Linked DNA regions of Mus musculus: region 2 is linked to region 1. A link is a contact called in public promoter capture Hi-C data. All regions are on one chromosome and are shown on one strand. The core of a region is the stretch at or near the end of the contact, and the rest is flanking DNA. Distances in the headings are between cores, read along the strand shown. Region 1 holds the start of Gnl1 (guanine nucleotide binding protein-like 1). Region 2 holds the start of Sh3gl1 (SH3-domain GRB2-like 1).

The links. Promoter capture Hi-C pulls out the DNA fragments that hold promoters and counts their contacts.
Region 2: a promoter capture Hi-C map of second pharyngeal arch cranial neural crest shows a contact between it and region 1. The contact joins the promoter of Sh3gl1 here to the promoter of Gnl1 in region 1. A contact is called at or near these places in 5 of 39 promoter capture datasets (cranial neural crest, frontonasal cranial neural crest, maxillary cranial neural crest and 2 more).

The regions. Positions count from the first base shown.
Region 1 is chr17:35,977,474-35,982,040 of GRCm38.p6, reverse strand. It overlaps Gnl1 (guanine nucleotide binding protein-like 1), which reads right to left and starts at 2,086. Exons shown (of 12, transcript NM_008136.2): 1 at 1,794-2,086; 2 at 1,259-1,424; 3 at 843-979; 4 at 583-734; 5 at 412-483. The coding sequence starts at 1,866. It overlaps Prr3 (proline-rich polypeptide 3), which reads left to right and starts at 2,746. Exons shown (of 4, transcript NM_145487.4): 1 at 2,746-2,914; 2 at 3,598-3,660. The coding sequence starts at 2,803.
Region 2 is chr17:56,034,350-56,038,916 of GRCm38.p6, reverse strand. Sh3gl1 (SH3-domain GRB2-like 1) reads left to right here and starts at 2,280. Exons shown (of 10, transcript NM_013664.3): 1 at 2,280-2,502. The coding sequence starts at 2,458.

The sequences.
Region 1 (4,567 bases), core at 837-3,336:
GCAAAACAAAAGGAAATGCAAATGGTGCCATTGCCTGAGGAACACCAAGGTTGACCTCTGTGGCTTCCCAATTCCAAGCATACCGTCTACAAGTGGGATGGCAAGCACCTGCAAATCAGAGCCTTTCACACACACCCACCAAAAGGTGTAAAAAGAGCTCTCTGGCCGGGCGTGGTGGCGCACGCCTTTAATCCCAGCACTCGGGAGGCAGAGGCAGGTGGATCTCCTTGTAGATCCTGGAACTCACTTTTGTAGACCAGTATGGACAGCCAGGGCTATACAGAGAAACCCTGTCTTGAAAGCCAACCAAACAAACAAACAAAGATCTCTCTGCCTTCCAATTCCTGCCTCAGAACACTCTCATACTAGAATCATCCCCTTTCCCCCTTGCAAACCTTTCAAAGTCCTCACCGGATGTCGGATGTCAGTAATGAGCAGGACGATGTCAGACATCTCTAACACCCGCCACAGCTGCCTCCATGTCTGAAAAGATCAGAAGAGAGACTGTCTTCAGTTTGGCTGCTGCCTGAACCAGGACACTAAGATCACAGTATGTCGACTCAGTAAACACGCCACCATCACCTCCAGATTGTGCTCAAAGTAGCTGAGTTTCTCTGAAGTGTATGCCCCGTGTATCTTCCCAAGGTATTCCTGGAAGCTCCGCTCCTCCTGGCTCATTAGCTGTTCCTTGGACATCTCATAACTCCAAGGAGGCCGCCGGGGAAAGTCCAGGACTGGGAAACAAGGAAAGAGACCGGATAAGCATGAGGACTTTTTCTGGACCCCTTCTCTGGCCAGCAAGTTCCCCAGGCTGATGGCATACACAAGTAGCCCCCACTCACCTGAGCCAGGCTGATACACTTCCCGGATATCCAACTCTAACACTTCAGCACTGACCGGCTGCAACACTTGCTCTCTGGCCGCTCTCTTTCTCCTCTCCACCTCCTCCCGGCTGTCCCGTTCAAAATGCAGCCGGTATCTAAGGGGAAAGGGACCACACATCTAGTGGAGTCCTGTGACAAACAATCTCCTCTTCTGACCACAAAACTGCAAAGGTTCCTCTCCTGGTTGTTCAAGTCTCCTCTAAACAAACTCTTGACAGTCCCCATTGGAAGGCAAGAAAGATTGTGGCCCATCCAGGGAGAACCACCTTCCTTGGCTTCCAGCCTCACTAGTTCCACTTTCAATCCTTCATCGGAAGCTTTTCCTAAGGGTGAGGGCGGGGAAACTGCGGCCAGCGCCCTTCTCCTTGGCTTACCGGTTGGGGTCGTAGCCTCTGGGCCCCAGGCCCTGGGAAGGTTGCTGGTTGAGCCTGCGGATATGATGGGTCACGGATTCCCCATCCGACGTGTCCGTCTGCTCCTCCCGCCGCTCCCGGCTACCGCTGCGGCTGTTGGAACTGGAGCGCAGCCCATCTTGGAGCCCTGAGGGGAGGGGCCGGTGACGCCGGTGTAGACCGGTTCTTAGGGGACCTAAAGCCCCCCGAGCCGGTAGGACAAGCTCTTCTTCAGCCGACCCAACTTCTCCAGAGGCTCCATCTTCCCAACCGCGCGCCCCAACCCCGTCCCGGATGGGCCTGGAGGTCGTCACAGCGCCCTGTGGCAGCAGCAGCAGAAGCAGAAGCAGAGTTTCCCATCCCCCACCCTCCACCCCTCCCCGTCCCGCCGCTGCGGGAAACCCCCACCGTGGCAGCCCACGCGGGATCGCGAGAGCCCACCCACCCACCCCCCGCCCGCGGTGCCGCGGCACAGCCCTCCTCCAGAGCTGCGCAGCGGCCCCGCCCCCTCCCTGACCTCGCTTCCGCTCCCGCTTGTCCTGCAGCTGCTTCTTCTTCTGCTTCACGCTGAAGGGCTTCTTCCTCGGCATGGCCCCGGAGCCCCGGCCCGCCCTCCGCCGAGCTCCCCGCCGCCGCAACTGACTCCCCGGGGCAGCCCCCGCCGGCGGCCCGGGGCCCTGGGGAGGCGGGGCCGCGGTGACGTCAGCAGCGAGCGGCGGGGAGCGGGGAGCGGGGCGGCGGGGATGCAAGCGGCGGCACGTGAGAGTCCGCGGGTCCGGGATGCACGGTGCGGCGAGCGGGAGACGCGCGTGGGAGGCCCGAGCCGACTCCGTCACGGGCGCTACCAAGTGGCAGTCGCGGGAGGGGGGACGCGTGTCACCGCCGCCCGGCGCTCCCGGGAGCTGCCACTCACCTGGCGGGGGCCGGGCGACGGGGCGAGGACACGCCCCACCGCGCGGCCGCCTGGAGAGGATGGCCCCTGGCGGGAGAGCCGGGACTGCGCTGGCTGCCCGGTGGACTGGCTGCCCCGTGGACTGGCCTGCGGCAACAGGACTCGGTAAGGAGATTGCGGAAGAGGCAGGTTCACTGGCCACACGTGCGAGCGCGGGTGAGGAGGAAAAGCGAGCGGGACAAGGACTTTTGGAGAGAGGTCAGAGAGCACGGAGTTGTGGCTGTAGTTGTTGCCATGGTAACTGGGGCCCGGATGTGGCGACCTTAGGATGCGACAGGCCTCTCGCGTGCCGCCAGAGTCCCGAAGCCTGTCCGGTGTCTCACTGGAATGGGGTGGTGCTTTCCCACGTGGAGAGGAACTGCACAAGGGGGAGCAAAGCTTCCCCACGCGCGCGGCGGGGTGAGCGAGGCACCTTGTAGGAGCGAACGGCCGCGGCACATCCACGACCTCCCGGAAGTGGCATGGTGGGCGCCTCGGTCACCCGGCCCATCGCCCACCCGGAAGCGGAAGGAAAGCTAGTGTGCCCCTTCCTCACTGCCCTCCAAATCTTGCTGCAGCCATTGCCGCAGCCGCTATGCCGAAACGAAAGAAGCAGGACCAGCCGCCGCCGCTGCCGCAGCAGCAGCAACATCTCGCACTGTCTGAGCGGGACGAGCCTGGAGATGAGGAGGATGAGCGCCCCATGGGTGAGGGGCAGGGCGTGCACACGCCTGTCAGCCGGCCAGGGGGCTAGGATAGAATGAAATGCGGGGGAGGAGGTGCCAACGGAAGGAGGAAGGGCGCACGCGTGGAGGTGGGGTGGGACGTGGTGGGGGAGGGATGCTGGTGGAACCTGGATTGAGGGCTTCGCTTGCTTGAACCCTCAACCTCAATCTGGCTCCTAATCCTTTCTGGAGAAGGCAGGGGAGGTGGCGGCTCGGCTAAACATCTGGCTTGCGCAACCGCAGAATGGCGGGGGGAGAGGGGTGGCAGCGATGTTACAGATTGTGATGATCGGGAAGACAATTTGTGACCACACTTCCACTGGTTAGGTCAACCTTCTGTGAACTACTCCCCCGAGGGAAGGAGAGGAGAAAAAAACTATGATGGGCCAACAGTTAAGGTGAGGGATTGGGGTACGTGGAATCACTGGCATGTTGTGGATGCAGCACTGTGAGGAAAGAGCTGTTAGAGACCTCTGTTACCCTCTGATGGACTCTCAAACAACTCTGCAGAGGGACGGGCAGATGGACGGGGTGAGAGTTTGCGGCACTGCTGAGTGGATATATGACTTACCTGGTTAAAAACTGAGTGTTATAAGACCACGTAAGGACGAGGTGATCAGTCCTTTGCACCGTTCTGATGGCTGTTTTCTCACGTCTGCTCTTAGGACCACCCAGCCTTCTGGGCCCTCCCCCCATGGCTAACGGGAAGCCTGGTGATCCCAAGTCAGGTGAGGAGAAATTGGGCCCTGATTCATGTTTTAAGCCCTGGAGAAGGGATGGACCCCTAAAGACTTAAACAAAAGCCCAGGGATTGTGTGTACCTAAATGAGGGATCATATATTAACCGTTTGGAAATACGGTGTTGTCAAAATGTTACTTTCCTTCCAGATTAACTCCTAGGTCTGTCTTTATTTGTGTGTAGAAATAAATGTTCTCCATTATAGAGGCTCTAAATGGGACACTACCAAGACCAAAGTGAGAGGGCATAGCAAGATTTAGTGAAAAGCTGCAGTAGCTATGACATTGTGGTTTTCACAGAATGTCAACATAAGTTCTTAACATGTGGAAGGATCAGGAGTTCCTGGCCAGCCTCTCCTGCAATAGCAAATTTGAGACCGGCTAGCCTAGGCTACATGAGACCCTATCTGAGTGCAATCGGAGGCCTGTAGATATATGAACACAGAATTCTGTGTAAAGATGAAATCAACGAAGTGGTTCTGTCAGTAAACAAAGTTGTCTCAATTGGACTTTTTTTGTGTGTAAAACTATGAACTTTGACTTTGTAATAGTCGTACCAAATAAAAACACCAATTCTAAGCAGATTGTAAAATAAACATTCTTATAAAAAGTTAACCATGTCTCATGGTCTTAGAGTAGGTAAGCGTTTGTAAACAGCACACAGACCAGGCATACTGGCAGCAGGAAAGCTCAGAGTTCAGTGTTACCCTGGCCTATATAAGACACTGTCTATAAAATTTAAAAGTAGCCAGGCTGTGGTGGTGCACGTCTTTGATCCCAGCACTTGGGAGGCAGAGGCAGGCGAATTTCTGAGTTCAAGGCCAGCCTAGTCCGGGCTATACAGAGAAACCCTGTCTTGAAAAAAAAACAAACAAAACAAAATCTAAAAGTAAAATG
Region 2 (4,567 bases), core at 1,031-3,530, about 20 Mb before region 1:
GGCAGAAAGATTAGGAGTTAAAGGCCACGGTGAGCTAAGTACCAAGTTTGAAGCCAGCCTCCACCATCTCAAAACATATAAAATAAAGAGCACCCTTGAGGGAGTCTTGTGAGTTGCTGGTGGGCGGTGGGCGTGCCAGGAAACCCTGGCTGGCATCCAGTTCTGTTTCGGAAAGGAGACATGGTGTCCCAGGCCTGTTATTGCAGCACTAAGAGAGGAGAGGCCGGTTTATGTTACCCTGTCTCAAAAAAACAAAAGAAACAGAAACTACTCATACTCCAAACTTTTTATAAAGACTCCTGGATTCAGGAGCAGTAAAGATGGCACATACATATTTTTTGATCTACTGCAGTACAACCCTTTGAGTCATTTGGAACCTTCCAGTAATCTCTGGGTTCATGAAACCACCCCAACTTTTCACCAATTTCAACCCTAGCCATTTTCCTGTGTCTGCTTTAGGATTTATTTACTCATTACCTCCATTCATTATTAATCTCCAGGTCATGCTTGCCTGGTCTGTAACTGGTTATGTAGTCCAGACTGGCCGCAAACTCGGAGACCCATCTGCTCTGCTTCTCAGGGGCTTGGGTTAAAGGTGTGTGCATTGCCACACCTGGCATATTCTATATAGTTTTTGAAATTTGTAACAGTTGATAGAAGGGTTAAGGTACATATGTCAACCTGGGGAGACTTCATTGAAGAGATATTGTCTTAGTTAGGGTTTTACTAATGTGAACAGACATCATGACCAAGGCAACTCTTATAAGAACAACGTTTAGGGGGCTGGAGAGATGGCTCAGCGGGTAAGAGCACTGATTGCTCTTCCAAAGGTCATGAGTTCAAATCCCAGCAACCACATGGTAGCTCACAACCATCCTTAATAAGATCTGATGCCCTCTTCTGGTGTGTCTGAAGACAGCTACAGTGTACTTAGATATAATAATAAAATAAATCTAAAAAAAAAAAAACAATGTTTAATTGGGACTGGCTTACAGGTTCAGAGATTCAGTTCATTATCATCCAGGCGGGAACATAGCAATATCCAGGCAGACATGGTGAAGGTGGAGCTGAGAGTTCTACATCTTCATCTGAGGGCTGCTAGCAGAATACTGGCTTCCAGGCAGCTAGGATGAGGGTCTTAAAGCTCACACCCACAGTGACACACCTACTCCAGCAGGGGCACAACTTCTAATAGTGCCACTCCCTGGTCTGAGCATATACAAGCCATCACAGATATCATTCAATTAGAGTCCTCTTTCTGTCTTAATGATGAGAGGAAGCTCACTGCAGGGCTAATGCGCAAAAAAGCAATGATGTCCTATAGCTGGTACATGACAGGAATGAACCAATGGAACTCGAAATAGGAGATAGCTACAGTCTGAGCGAACTATTTTGAAAATATGTTTCTAGTGGGGCTCATTGGTGCACACCTGTGATTTAGCACTTGGGACGTGGAGGAGCTTGGACAGGAGTTCAAGGTCATCCTTGGTTATACAGTAAGTTTGAGGCTTAGCCTGGGTTATGCAATATCTGCTCTGAAATAAAGTTATGAAGAAGGAAATAAAGGACTCTCTTTTCTAGTTGTATCCTCAGCGATTTATTAGAAGGGAGACACTGAAGGAAGGACCCCAGAGAGAAGGCTGGTGGCGTGTTAGCATTTGGGCCTCTGCCGGGATTAAAGGCGTACATGCATCACCACTGGCATACCTCATATTAATTTTTAAGTTATGGGTATATATGTGACCCGGTGTACTTGAGAGCAGTTGAAGGAGGCCAGGAAAGGGCTGTGACCCGGAGCTGGAGTTACAGACAGCTAGCTATGAGCAAGCAGCCTGATGTGGATGCGAGGAACTGAACTCCCGATGTCAGCCAGGGCAGCAAGCACTTTTACCTGGAGAACCAACCGTTCCTCTAGCCCCTAAGATATTCCATTTTACCTCGCTTTGTCTTTATTACACTCTCGCTGGCAAATTCCGCTCCGCTTTCTCCACGCACAAATAAAATATTAATTAATTAAAACTGACTTTTGGCTTTATATCTACTCCTGGACTCTAGAGGGAGCTGCATCATGCGTACACGCGCACGTACACAGATTTCTGGCCTCTCTAGGCGCCCCCTCATCTCGTTGGTGTGGGAGGGTTTCCGCCGTTCCTCCCCCGGCAATGCTCTTTCTGTCCTCCAGGGGGCGCGCACGCGCAGAGAGGCGGAGCGCGCGCAGATGCCGTTGTAGGGTGGGGTGAGGCGATATGGGGGCGTCACCGGAAGTGTGCGGTTGCCATGTAATATCCCGGCCGCGCGTGCGCGCTAGCCGGCCGAGGTGGCTTCGGGGCGGGGGCGCAGAGCTGGCAAGCTGATTTGGCGGTGGCGGCGCCGACCTGCGCGCGGAGGAAAGAAGTCGGTTCGGCGGCGCCGGCGGAAACCGGAGTTCGAGCGGGAGGCCTGACGGCGGCAGGCGGCATGTCGGTGGCGGGGCTGAAGAAGCAGTTCTACAAGGCGAGCCAGGTGAGGCGAGGCCAGGCGATCTGGTCTCGGGCCTGCCTTTGGGGACCGCAGACGAGCCGAGCTGGCTTCCCTTGGGCTAGCGGGGAAGGGGAGACCGGGTCCCCGTGCTTTGAAGAGGGACACCGGGTGTGCGCGTCTAGGCGGCTTTCAGAAAGCTCTGGAGGGCCGGCGAAAGGGCTTCATTGAGAGGGGCTTGCCGCCAGGCTTTACAACGTAAGTTCGATTCCTGGGATCGCAGCATGGAAGGCAAGCCCCCCCCCCCCCAAAGTCTCCAGGCTATGCTTCCGAGACTCTCACCACATAGCCTCAGGCCACAGAAAATGTTTGTCTAGGTTGATATCCAAAAAAACCAAGTCCACACAGGGCTTAAAAAATAATCAGTGTCCCATTCTTCTTTTCCCTCTCCGGTGTCTGTAAGACGGATTGAAAAAAAAAAAACCTAAAAAACCAAAAACAAACATTCTCGCTCACTGGGTGTTATACATCATTAATCCCTGCACACTTGAGGCAGTCAGGTAAGCAGATCTCTGAGTTTGAGGCCAGCCAGGGTTACGTAACATAAGGAGACCCTGTCTCAAAAATGAAAGAAAAATCTCTTGGTAGACACTGTGGCAAGTTGAAAAGAGACAGTGAAAAGTAATTTTCCAGGCTTCTGCAGTTTACAAAATGTGTCAGGTTTGTGTCCCTATTTCTAAAACATATGTATGCTTCTTTGAAAGATACGTTTTTGTTGGCTGTACCATACTATAGATTCCTATAGGTACTTGGTGGTTTGGGTTTAGTGTTTAATCGATCCGATCATGACTCTGAACTGAAATTCTCCTTTCTGGTTGTGTTGACATTCAGGAGTTCTGTAGGGTGGGCATCCTGGCCTCCGTTGTATAAACATTGAGAACCCTACCCCAGGCAGGCAGGCGCTCCTTTCAGACATCCTATAGTGTAATGTCCCTCTGGAACTTTTGGGGGGTTTTTTGAGGCCAAGTTTTGCTCGTAGTCCAGGCTGGCCCAGAATTTTCCATCTTCCTGCCTCTCAGGCGCTGGGATGACAGGATACCTTTGTGTGTTGAAGGTTTTATATTTGCCTTGAACTCCTGGGCTCAAGTGAGCCTGTTCCCTCAGCTCTGTCAGGTTTCTGCTTGAGAAAACCCTTGTTGTCTCATCTCTGTCTCAGTCAGGCCAGAGTGGCCTCATAGTCATTATCCTCCCGCCTCTGCCTCCCGGTGCTGAGTTACAGATGTTTGTCACCAAACCTCAGTGGCCAGAAGTTCGTGACTGAGTTTTCTCCTGTCTGTTTTGAGTTTCTTTTCTTCTGCCTTTTCCTCCAGGTTGCTAGATCGATTGTGCTCGCGAGTGCGCTCTCTCTTTCTCTCTCGTTTGATGGATGTTTGCTGGGGTTGGAGCCCAGGACCTCAACCACACTGGCAACAGCTCTACCCTGAGCCATGACCTCAGCTTGACATGCATTTTACATGGGACACTGCTGGAAAGCCTGGCAGGCCTGTAACCCCAGGCCCTCTGGCCGCTGAGGCAGGAGGATCAAAAGCCAAGTGAGTTCCAAGTGAAGCCTGTGGAGCCAGCTTGGCTGCTATGTCTGATACCCTAGAGGTCACCAGGGTTGATGCTAGTGTGGCTGGAGGAGGCTGTCTTCTGCCTGTGCATCCAATCCAGTGCTTGTCTCACTCAGCTCAGAGGCCAGACCCCACCAGTGTTGGAGCAGCTGGCTCCCCTTCTCGAACTCCTGAATAGCTTTCGGAATGCAGAGGATAGGATAGGACCCGGGCTCTGGGCTTCAAAGTAAGAACTTTCATATCTCAAAATGACAACAGATCTGGGTGTGTAGCTAGTTGGTAGAGTACTTGCCTACCACACAGGAAGCCCTGGTTTTGTTACAAGTTGAGGGCCAGCCTGGTATACAGTGTTAGTTCCAAGGGTATGTAGTGAAACCCCATTCAAACAAGTAGTTCAGAGCCTGCAACCCATAGTCATGCAAGCCCTGGATCTTTGCAGGGAGGTCTGTGAACACGTAGTTTGTTGCCCGGTTTCTGTTCCAAGAAGCCCCAGATGT